2 separate regions of the Zea mays genome follow, and region 1 is linked to region 2. The links are chromatin contacts, called in public Hi-C maps. All regions are on one chromosome and are shown on one strand. The core of a region is the stretch at or near the end of the contact, and the rest is flanking DNA. Distances in the headings are between cores, read along the strand shown.

Evidence for each region. A called contact is a pair of places that touch in the nucleus more often than the background predicts.
Region 1: a contact with region 2 is called in a Hi-C map of leaf, with 6 times the contacts expected there. The contact joins the promoter of LOC100274320 here to the enhancer-like site in region 2. A contact is called at or near these places in 4 of 25 Hi-C or Micro-C datasets (ear, endosperm, leaf and 1 more).

The regions. Positions count from the first base shown.
Region 1 is chr2:154,485,030-154,490,370 of Zm-B73-REFERENCE-NAM-5.0, forward strand. It overlaps LOC100274320, which reads right to left and starts at 3,561. Exons shown (of 2, transcript NM_001349939.1): 1 at 1,771-3,561; 2 at 1-675. The coding sequence starts at 3,356. The coding sequence ends at 225.
Region 2 is chr2:154,407,153-154,412,553 of Zm-B73-REFERENCE-NAM-5.0, forward strand. No RefSeq gene overlaps it. Among protein-coding and RNA genes, the nearest start is that of LOC103647133, 10 kb to the left of the region's middle. Within about 2 kb of position 1,984, at least 14 of the 20 cell types and tissues checked have an H3K27ac peak or open chromatin away from gene starts, as enhancers often do. A contact at or near this core is called in ear, leaf and tassel, where this site is marked.

The DNA of each region.
Region 1 (5,341 bases), core at 2,311-4,810, 79 kb after region 2:
TTAAACTAATTAGTAGGCTTACATCAGTAACTATCACTGTGAATGGATCTAGCGATTAGTGACGAGAAGAGATGTTTTCGTTTTCCCATCTCGGAACTGACGACCAAATCGAGCAGCCAGCTAGCTAGCTACAGATGCAAAAGAAGTGGCACAAGAAACTCAAGCAGGAGTATAGTACGAAGAAGATCTACCACTGGCTGGGTAACCAACAACGATTTCAGCTCTCAACGGCACGGCGGCGTCTGGACGGGCCGCCACGCCGACGCGGTGAGCAGGCAGAGGTCCTTCCACCCGAGCCTGAGCGCGCCCTTCTCCTCCACCAGCGTGTACCCGTCGGAGGGGAACATGCCGAGCAGCAGCGACGCCTGCGCGGCGGCGCCGCCGGCGAGCGAGGCGGCGCGGAACCCAGACCGCGCGAGCTCTTCGCGCCAGCTGCCGAACCTGGCGCCGCCGGCGCCGGCGCGGGCCGGCCCGCCCACGGCCAGCACGTTGCGGATCTCCCGCGCCAGCAGCTGCTGCTCCACCACGTGCCGCTCGGGGCTGTCCTCGCCGTAGCTCGCGTCCAGCGAGTCGAACAGCGCCGAGTAGTAGTGGATGGCGTCCACGAAGCGCGCCAGGAACGACCCCGACTGGCTCAGGTCCTGCTCCACCATCGTCACCACCTTGGGGGCCAGCCTGCAGGTGGACGGACGGACGGAAGGAAGGAAGGAATCGATCAACAGTCCCCGTGGTCCAACCCCAACAGCGGGAGCCGTCAGTCAGTCAGGATGTGCGTTTTGTGACAACCATTCGGTTCTGTAATCGCTGGTGGCAATGCCACTGTACCAGAACGACAATGCTAGCGTTTTTAATGATACATCAAATCAAGGGCATTGCAGTTCAGGGTACATGTTTATCTCATGCTTCAGATGAGATATGCATATGTGTGCTGCTGGCAATCTGGCATGTCAGCCATTGGAGAAAAGACTAGCCTTTGACAAGCCTTTCTGAGTGTAGCTTCCTGATGATGGTCATGATGATGATCGAGTTGTAGCGTGTTAACAAATGATGATTAGTAGTAGAAGATGGCAGTTGTTCCATTCAGTCAGTAACCATGGTCGTCCTGGCACTTGGAACCAGAAACCTTTTGGCATGGAAAGTTGGCCATGATGATAAACTTTCAGCTCCCTCCTAGTGATCCACACACCAAATGCAAGCGAAATCTATCTTTTGTGGTTCGGTGGGATCACCAAAGACCATGGAGGATGCTCCACTACAGACTACACTACAGTATCATCTCAAAAGCATTGTCAAGATTCAACCTTTTCAAAAGAATTGTCAAGATTCAACCTTTTTAAAAGCATTGTCAAGATTCAACCTTTTTAAACCTATAAAGCTGGTTGGTCATAACAACGAGCGTTTTGAGCTCCAAAACGCGATTTTTTTTTTAATATTAGGGTTAGTTTGGGACTCCATTTCACAAGAGAAAAAATGAACTAATTTTTCTTTAAAAACTAAAAATTAATTGAGAAAATGGGGTTTCCAAAATAGCGCTCAACAGCAAACCTCTGAAGAAATCGCTTTTTGAGCTTGAAAACGCGATTTTTTTACTATGAGCAGGAAACGTCCGAAGAATATTTTAGAATAGCTGTACTGGATCTACTACCACCACTTGATGCTTGCCGTAAGGCTCACATTACCCAATGTCATACGAGTGTTAGCAGCTGAAAAGTGGTCATGATTGCATCAAGATTTGACATGGAAGAAAGGCAGAGAAGGAAAATGGAGGACCTTTGGATGAGCCGGAGCGTGTTGGAGTCGGAGCCGGTCACGTCGTAAAGCGAGTGGTGCAGCCAGTGGACGGCGACGGCCTCCCGCCGCGTGACGCCCAGCTTCTGCGGGTCAACGTTGCCGACCTTCTCGTCGACGGCGCAGAACTCGAAGGGCAGGCCGAGCGTGTCGGCGAAGTCGGAGAGGCGCTTCCCCGTCGCCTCGAGCGCCTCCATGGACGCCCCCAGGCCGGTGAGCCTGACCCTGGGCGGGCCGCCGGGGCGGGAGGCGAGGATGTGGAAGAGGCCCGGCCACTGCAGGCCCTGCATGATGTCGAGGTCGATGATGTGCACGCGCTCCTCCCGCTCGAACGCCTCCTGGATGGCCTGGTTGGCGGTGAAGTGCGAGAACTTGACGAAGGGGCTGATGCCGTTGAACACCTGGAACGCGGCGGCCACGCGGCCGTGGAGGCGCGCCGCGGCGGGGGAGCCCGGCGGCAGCGGCGCGTACAGGCCTAGGCAGGAGCTGACGACGCGCGCCGACATGGCCTCGGCGAAGTAGGCGGCCACGCGCTGCGTCGAGGTGCCGAACGGCGTGGCCAGCTCCGCGATCTCCAGCAGCGTCTGGTGCGCGTCGTCGAGGTTGTCCGCGTTCACGGCCTCCGCGCACTGCAGCAGCAGCGTCAGCAGGTGGAGGCCCTCCTCGTCGCGCTGCTTCCGCCGCTGCACCTCCTTCCGCTCCTTGGCCGCGGCGGCCGAGGCCGCGGCGGTCTCCTCGGCGGTCGGGACCTTGGGCGACTGCGGCGCCGGATGCGGCTCCTCCTGCTGTTGCTGCTGGCACCGCGGCGCAGGCTCGTGGCGGCGCTTGTCAGGAAGCGGTGGCGGGAGAGGGAGCGCCAGCCCCGCGGCGGCGGCCGGAGCGCCGTGCAGGAGAGCGCGCTGCTGCTGCGGCAGCGGGGCGGGGTCGGCGGCGAGAAGGGAACGGAGGCGGAGCTCGAGGAGGGACGCGAGGCCTGGGTTGCAGGGGTGGATGATCTCGCGGACGTTGTGGATGAGCTGCGTGATGGAGACAGCGCCGCCGCCGCTGCTCCCGATGATGTCGCGGATGATGCCGTCCACCCACGCGGTCGTGGACGCGGGCGCCTCGCCGCCCGCCTGCGAATGGGCCGGCGGGTGCGGTTGCGGGGGCACGTCCACCTCCGCCGCGTGGTGCTGGAACGCGGGGGGCAGCTGGTGGAGCTGGGTGGGCAGCGCGGGTAGCTGCGCGCTAGCGGAGGACGGCGCGCCAGGACCACCACCGGCGGCGGCTGCGGCCGTAACGTCGGAGAGGTCGCCCGTGACGTGACGGCGCGGCGGCGGGAGGTCCATGTCGGGCGCGGGGCGCTTGCGGACCATGGTGGCGGCTTCTTGCTCGTCTAGCTGGTGGATGTAGTGGATGAGGACGTGGTCTTGCGAGGAAAGAGGAGGCGGGGGGTTGGAGCAGGGCAGCGGCGGCAATAAGGAGTGGGAGGAGGCGATGGCGGTGGCATGAGAGTGGGGAAAGGAATGGGGGGCGGAGGGTGCGGCGGAGGAGGACGAGGGGAAGAGGAGGACGGAGGAGGAGCCCATCTAGAAACGCCAAGAGGAAGCCGCCGTGCGCATGCAGATCGGGCGACCCAGCGTGGGGGGATAGGATGGAGGGAGGGAGCAGTTTGTGTGTTTTGGCGCCGCGCGGGCTGCTGATGCACCACCGCGCCGCGCGCACCCAGTCAGCCAGTCCGGGCTCGGCAGTCGGCAGCGGAGTTGGGGGTCAGTGGAGTCAGTTGGCTGAGCGCCTGAGATAGCAGATGGACGGCGACGAGGGAGGGAAACCGGGAGTAAAGAAGAAGACGCCGCCGAGACAGGAACAAGGGTCCCAACACAAGAGAACATATCTGGTCTACATAATGATTTGGTGTATATATAATGCATATAAATTAACAAAGTTCACAAAACATTCTTAAAAAATTCATACATATTTTTTTTGCTTTATTTCTATTATATACAAAATTTCAAGTTCAAATTCAATATATTTTAGCTGTAAAAAACTTTTTAGGCTATTTTCTAATTTAAAATTGTCAGAAAGTTTATCTTTTTTTACAGTTAAAGCATAATGAATTTAAAAATGAAATTTTGTATATAATAGAGGTAGGATAGAAAGAATATGTATGATTTTTTCAGATTTTTTGTGAATTTTGTTAGTTTATGTACACCGGATGTGCACCAAAGCATTATGTACACCGAAAATGTTACATAAATGTCAAACTTTGATCAATAAAATGGTTTTTCGAAATTCTAAAACAAAAATATAATTCTTGATTGTGATAGAACCTTTTGCTTTCTCTTAGCCTTAGTTTTTCTGTTTTACATTTTTGTTAGGTAGTTTCTAGCAGATCGTGTATATAATCATGTAAAACAATGTTTTACAATATAGATTGTACTTGTTGGTCACTTGTTCTCAAATGATGTGAATTAAGAACAAGGCAACACATTTGTTAAGGATTAAAAGACCTTCGTCCTTCGAAGCATTATCTCCCCTTGGATATAATGATCTTCAGACGAAGGTCATGAAGGACATGCCTTCGTCACTTAATGAATGAATAAGAATATACAAAGATAATGAATGTAAATCGTTGGCTCATTCACATATGTATTTAATAATGTACACGTGAACATTAACAAAATGTACATTACATTGATATCTTCGGCTTGTTTGAAGGTGCTGACGCGAGAACGATTATAATCCAGCGTGAACAGTACGGTGCTATTGTTCATCTATTTATAGGCACGGGACACAGCCCGAGTAAAAGTACATTTGTGTCCTCAACATTTACTCATAACTATAACATAAATCATTAGAGACTGGCTAGTCTTTTTCCCTTCGGGCTAGCATCATGTTTGATCTTCATCACCGTCTTAAGCCGAAGATGTTACTCTTCGACTATAGCTTCAGCGTTCATTCTTATCATCTTCAGGCTATATATTCGTCTAGTACACCTTTGCCCTGGGAGAAAACTTCCATCTTGAAGCTGAAGCTCCCTGTAATAATCCATGTTATGCTGAAAGCAGATGGTTAGTCATGTTTTTGTGGACCTTCGAAAGAGGAAGGCCCCCAACAGTAGCCCCTCACAATATTAATTTGTTTCTTTGTAACAAATTCAGACAGCGACGTGAACGAAGGCCTTTAGCCGAAGGTTCAAAAAAACACCTTCCCTTCGCTAGAATAGCGAATCATTCTGAACTGAGACCCACCGAGCGATGGAGCTCTGAGTATATATATATATATAGAAGTCTGTGCCGTGAATATTTTTCGTGCCATTTAGATGTTTTCATTGTGATTGCTATCTTAGCCTTCTTCTCTTTGTGAGCTCGATTGATTTCTGAGCTTCGGCATTTATCGTAACCATCATCCAAATGGCTAAGGACAAGAAGATTACAAACCCCACAATGGTTGGGTTTTACGAAGCAATGGAGAAGACCAACACAGAAAAGATTACCAATGAGATGCTAGCTGGGTTGTTTGGGGATTCCAGCGATAGTGACAATTTTGATATGGAGAGTGGAAATGAAGATGT
Region 2 (5,401 bases), core at 734-3,233:
ACGGTGCTTCAGAAAACTTGTGGCTTGCACTTAGGTTGTTTCCTGTAGTCGAAAATAATCTCCTTGAATGAAAGTTCCAGTTGAGAGATCTTGGCAACTCCAAAGGCCAGTCTGTTGGCTAAGGGTTTGCTGGACAAGGGAATACACTCGTTCCAGAACTTGCTCTGGGGACAGTTGCAGCCTCTAGCTCACAGAGACTTCTGCTGATTCTAATGGCTGCAAGCTTCGATATCTTGCTAAAGAAACACGCCTATTCCTGTCTCTGCGCACGTTTCACAGAGACTTCTGCTGATTCTAATACACTTTTTTCTTGCAAACGCTCCTGTTTCTGGAAGGAAGAGGCGGCAAGCCCGGACGTTATGATGCGCTGCAATGGCATCAAGTGATGGCATTGGTTCAGCCAGTAAACCTAACCGGCTTATTTCTACAGACAGTGCCGGCCGAACTTCGACGTCATCAGCGATCTGGTCGTCGCCAGAAGCCTCGGCAGTGACCATAGTGACCATGACGCCAAGCCTGCGGCCGCGGGAGCCAAGACAACGCCGGTGAAGTGCCAGCCATCTTAATCGTGATCGGATACCATATTAAACTGCATGCACTACCAATTCAAATCAAAAGCTTAAGTTGATATAAAGAGGTATACAATTTAATTACTTATATTATATGAACTCGCACGAGTTCGGCTATTTATCTAGTTTGACGAGCTACTGATGACCCATGGGTTGCTTGCTTAATCTGAAGGACGCTATTTCAGCAAGCATGCATGCGAGTTAAGGCAAAGCTGTCTGAATACAGGGCACCAAATTAAATACATTAAGACGAACCCTATCCTCATGATTACACGAGGCTGAATGCGCGAGTTCATGTCACGCAGAGCGAGCAAGCAACCGCCGGTTATTAATATCAATCACTATCTCCTTTGCGTGTGGCCATGCTATATGCAAGCACTTGTGGACTCTCGGGATCGAGCACGGTCCGTTTGTCCTGAAGCGCATGGTATTTGTTTATTGGACATTTTGGTTGGTTTCATCAGCGAACAAATCTAAGGCAGCAACAACGTAACATTGTTCTTGCGCTCAACTTTTAGCTATTAACATGCAGGAATATTTAATTGTATATAAAAGAGTAAAATACAATTTCGGTCCTTATACTTAAGCCTCTGTATAAATCCGGTCAATCCACTAATAAAGTATGTATCTCAAGAGTGTAATTACTGTTCGGGTTTCTGTTAGGATTTTGGTCACGGTTCATGAATCCACAATCCTTTGGTCAGTGCGTCAGGCTGCCTAGCTCAGCACACCACCCAAAAGGGAAATCAACAAAGGCTGCACTACTACACCCCCATCTAAGGATGATAATGGATCATTATCTAAATATCCAGACATTTCTTTATAATTGGTTAGGTCCTAAATTAATTTTAGTTTAAAAATAAATAGAAATATAGCTCGATCCTAGCTTAAACCGTTTCTTTAAATTTTATAGTGTAAAAATTAGAGTTCACGGTAACCCAAGCCCCACCCCTTCAGTCACAAATCTCAGGGTGGGCTGCTTATGTAATACCCAAATTTCCTTGTTTGAAATTTAAATAAAACTCTCCAAATGAATTATTTGGTGAGGAGATACTTTGTGCATCTAAATATATTTTTCTCAAAATAAATGATAAGACAAAAATAAGATAAATAAAATAAATATAAAAATTCTACTTCGTATTGCATGTTGTTTTTTATAGATGCATATTGACTTGGATTTTAAAATTCAATTCAGATTTAAATCTAAAATTTGAGATTGAAATAGAAAAGGAAAAATAGAAAATAAAAGAAAAACAAAAAAGAGACGAAGAAGAAAAACAGAAACTCCACGCACCGCATGCCAGATTCACTCCTTGAATCAGCTTTCTACTCGTCGGTGTGGCACCCGAGTGAGCCCGGACTTGGCCCAAACCCACGCCTGAACCACCACGTTGGCGTAAAATAGAAAGTCGTGTTCGTTTTGGAGTGGCGCCCGCCTGCCACGCGTTCAGCCAATGCCTATGATATGTGGGCCCACTCCGCCAGTTCCGTTCCCTACCCCCAAGTCAGCTTCGGACATAGAACACCGATGTCCGCTCGGACTTCTCCTGCCTCGACCGAGCCTTTCTTTGGTCTAGATTCAACCCCCATGTTATATATACTGGCCGCCTATGACCCCCTCAAATCCATCAAGATTGTGGCCCTTGAAATCGAAAGTCGCTGCACTAGCTCAAGTCGAGAGAGAGATCCCGAGCACCGCCGTACTACCGTACTCAAAGTACGTAGCGTCCACGCTCGACATGTAGTTTAAGGGACTCGACAGAACATGTAAGACACGAGTGTCGTTAATTGAGCGTGTGTGATCAGCTAGAGGCTGCAAGATTCTTCATTGGAGTTTGGCGACCACGGTGGAGTTGTCGAGCACTGTCGCAAGGCCTAGTCGCCACTCTAGTCACAATGAGACACACTCTACAATGTTCGCAACTTTGATCAAGCATGCATGCGATTTTGATCACCGGAGCGTCGACACGTCGCTCGCCGGCGAGGCACAGCCACCCTGGTTGTCGTTGGGGCAAGAGGAGATGTGATGGTCGATGATCTAGAGATGGATAGTCATGAATAGATCGTAATGTAACGGTTAACTTGTTTTAATCAGTGCCACTGACTTAGGATCCAATGGCTCGCATGTATCCACATGAGTCGGCCATGTGCGTGTCACACCCGGTTTTGAAAGGTAAACCGAATGCGAACCATGTACGTGCTAGGATCAGAAACTCACGTACACAGTGATTACATAATTGGACATCATCACACAATGCTCAAAGTAAATAGCGGAAAAGTACTTTATTACAACAAGATGTCCAAGACATCCACTGAGTCTATAACATAGTCATTAACATCAAATTGCGGATATATGAAACGTAGAAGACAAGGCCTTCACAGGCAGCTGACTAGGGCTTTGCCACTAGAATAAACTAGAACTCATCGTAGTCCTGAAACTCTTCAAAGACCTCCATGTTGCCAGCATCTCCTCCTGAGCACTGAGTACAGTGGAGACAACCTGGGGTGGGGTGGTTTGTAAAGCAAGGGTGAGTACACATCAACGTACTCAGCAAATGTCCCGTTTAGCTAAAGTGGACTAGCTGTATATGGAGTTAAGGTTAAGCAGTTGCTTTTAGTTGGTCAAGTATTTATTAATATAAGTGGAGCCAAGTTTTAGTATAAACCCAATTATTACCCAAAAGCACTCCCTCCAAGAGGAAATACGAGAGACCATATTTATACCATCATCATTAATCATCATCATAAAAGTAACCAAAGATCTTCTAATCAAAGAGGATCCCAAGGCCGCTCTTAACCGTGAGCACGACTGATATATCAGTTTTCTAACACTCTGCAGAGGTCGCACACTTTACCCACAAGTCGTGATTCCCATTCTGCCCAGGGTTCTAGCCTCCCCATTGATCACTACCAAGGTGACCTAGCAGGGTCTCACTACGTAGCCTTTACAAAGATTCCCTAAAGGTCATAGCCTCCCATTAGGTTTCTCCAGTTTGATAAACACAGTACCTCTCCCCAAAGGAAGGGTGACTAACAAAACCAAATCAAGAACCTCTGCAACCAACCTTGGCAGAGCAAGTACTGTGCTCGGACCCCATTGACGACCCTACGGCGAAGCCAACTACTCCTCTGGTTCCTCTAATTAATCAGCTAAAGGCGTCCCATTCCACCCTCATGGTTGCACTATTGTCCCGGGTTGTCACTCCCCAAACAGGTCCTTACGGAGAGGTACTCAGAAAATAACCCGAGTCCCCTAAAGTATCACAAGAACATCATCGGGATAACATCATTGTATCATAAGTATTCACATCATGTTCATTGATTAAGGTAAAGCAATAGCATAAAGCTAACCATGATAACCCAAAAGGTAAACAAGGATAAGGTAAATACAGATTAGTCAATCCTTAGGTTTCATTAATGTAATGAAGGATGGTGAATTATAGGTTTGTAGGACATAATAGGTCAGAGGACACTTGCCTTCACTAGGTTGTTGCTCAGGAAGATCTTCGGCAACACACTTAGGAACCACGGGCTGCTCGTTGTCTAAATAAAGCAATCATACATTGAATACATTTGGAAATTACAAATGAACAACAACCAAACATGTACAATCAAGTATATACTAGTTTGACAAGACATTATGAACATAAAAGGGGTAGACCAAAATGTTAGGGTTTAATATAATTAGAGATCAGTGATTCCCTAGATATTATGGACTATTTAGTTTAGTGCCACTAATTAGTGAGACACAAAATTATACCAGGGATCAATTCATACACAACATTTTATTAATCTCACAACATTAAACCTATAAGTACCATTAGCATTTTCCTTTTTATTTATTTTACTAAACAAATACATTTTAATTAAACTTAACCTTTAGTCTAAGCATAAAATTAAAGTACACAAGATGTGGATGATCATAATTTATATGGACAGAGAATATTTCTAGGAACATTTTGCAATTTGAATCACTAAATTTGGAGTTCATATGAAAAATATATGAAATAAACAAGTTTTGAAGTTTAAAATATGAAACTAAGCCCAATTCTATGATTATTTAAAAGGTTAGGGGTCTGTTTAAAAGAAGCCAGGGCTTGCACGCTAAAACTCAGGACGGCGGGTTGATTCTCGGAACCCCAAGGGTCTCTTACGCAAAACTGCCACACGAAGGGGTATCGGGTAATCTGGACCGCACGATCACAAGCGGACGGCCGAGTTTAGATCCCGCAGTCGAGCGCGCGAGCACGGACGCGTAGCGAGCGCTGACAGGTGGGCTCGGGGTGACAGCGACCGAGGAGGGAGGCGGGCTGACTAGTCGGGCCCAGGGGCAGAGCGCAGGTGAGGGAGCGAATCCGAGCGGTCGGGTGCGAATTGGACGGTTAGTATTAGATAAGGTTTGATTAGATCCGGGTCGCCCGATCTCAGACGGACGCCTGGGATCTAACGGCCAGGTCCATCGGCCACCAGCGGTGGCGTCGCTCGCATCCACGGCGGAGGTCCACCGGAGACGAGAGCGCGAGCGCGCTGGGGCCCGCTGGGACACCGGGAAGGGCTCGGGGAATTTAGGGGAGTGCAGCGAACTCGGCTAGGGGCATAGCACTGGCACAAAGGCGCTCGAGGGGGTGGTTCACAGCGAGGCGGCTCGGCGGTGGCGCAACACTACTCCGGCGAGCAATCGCGCATGACCGAGGGCAATCAATGGAAAAAATAGGGGCGAGTTTGGGTTGCTTACCTCGAGAGGAAACACTGGAGTCCCGGAGCAACGGCGGAGGCGCAGGGACGCCTCGGGGCGACGGTGGCGGAGCTCCGGCTGCACAGGAAGAACTCCG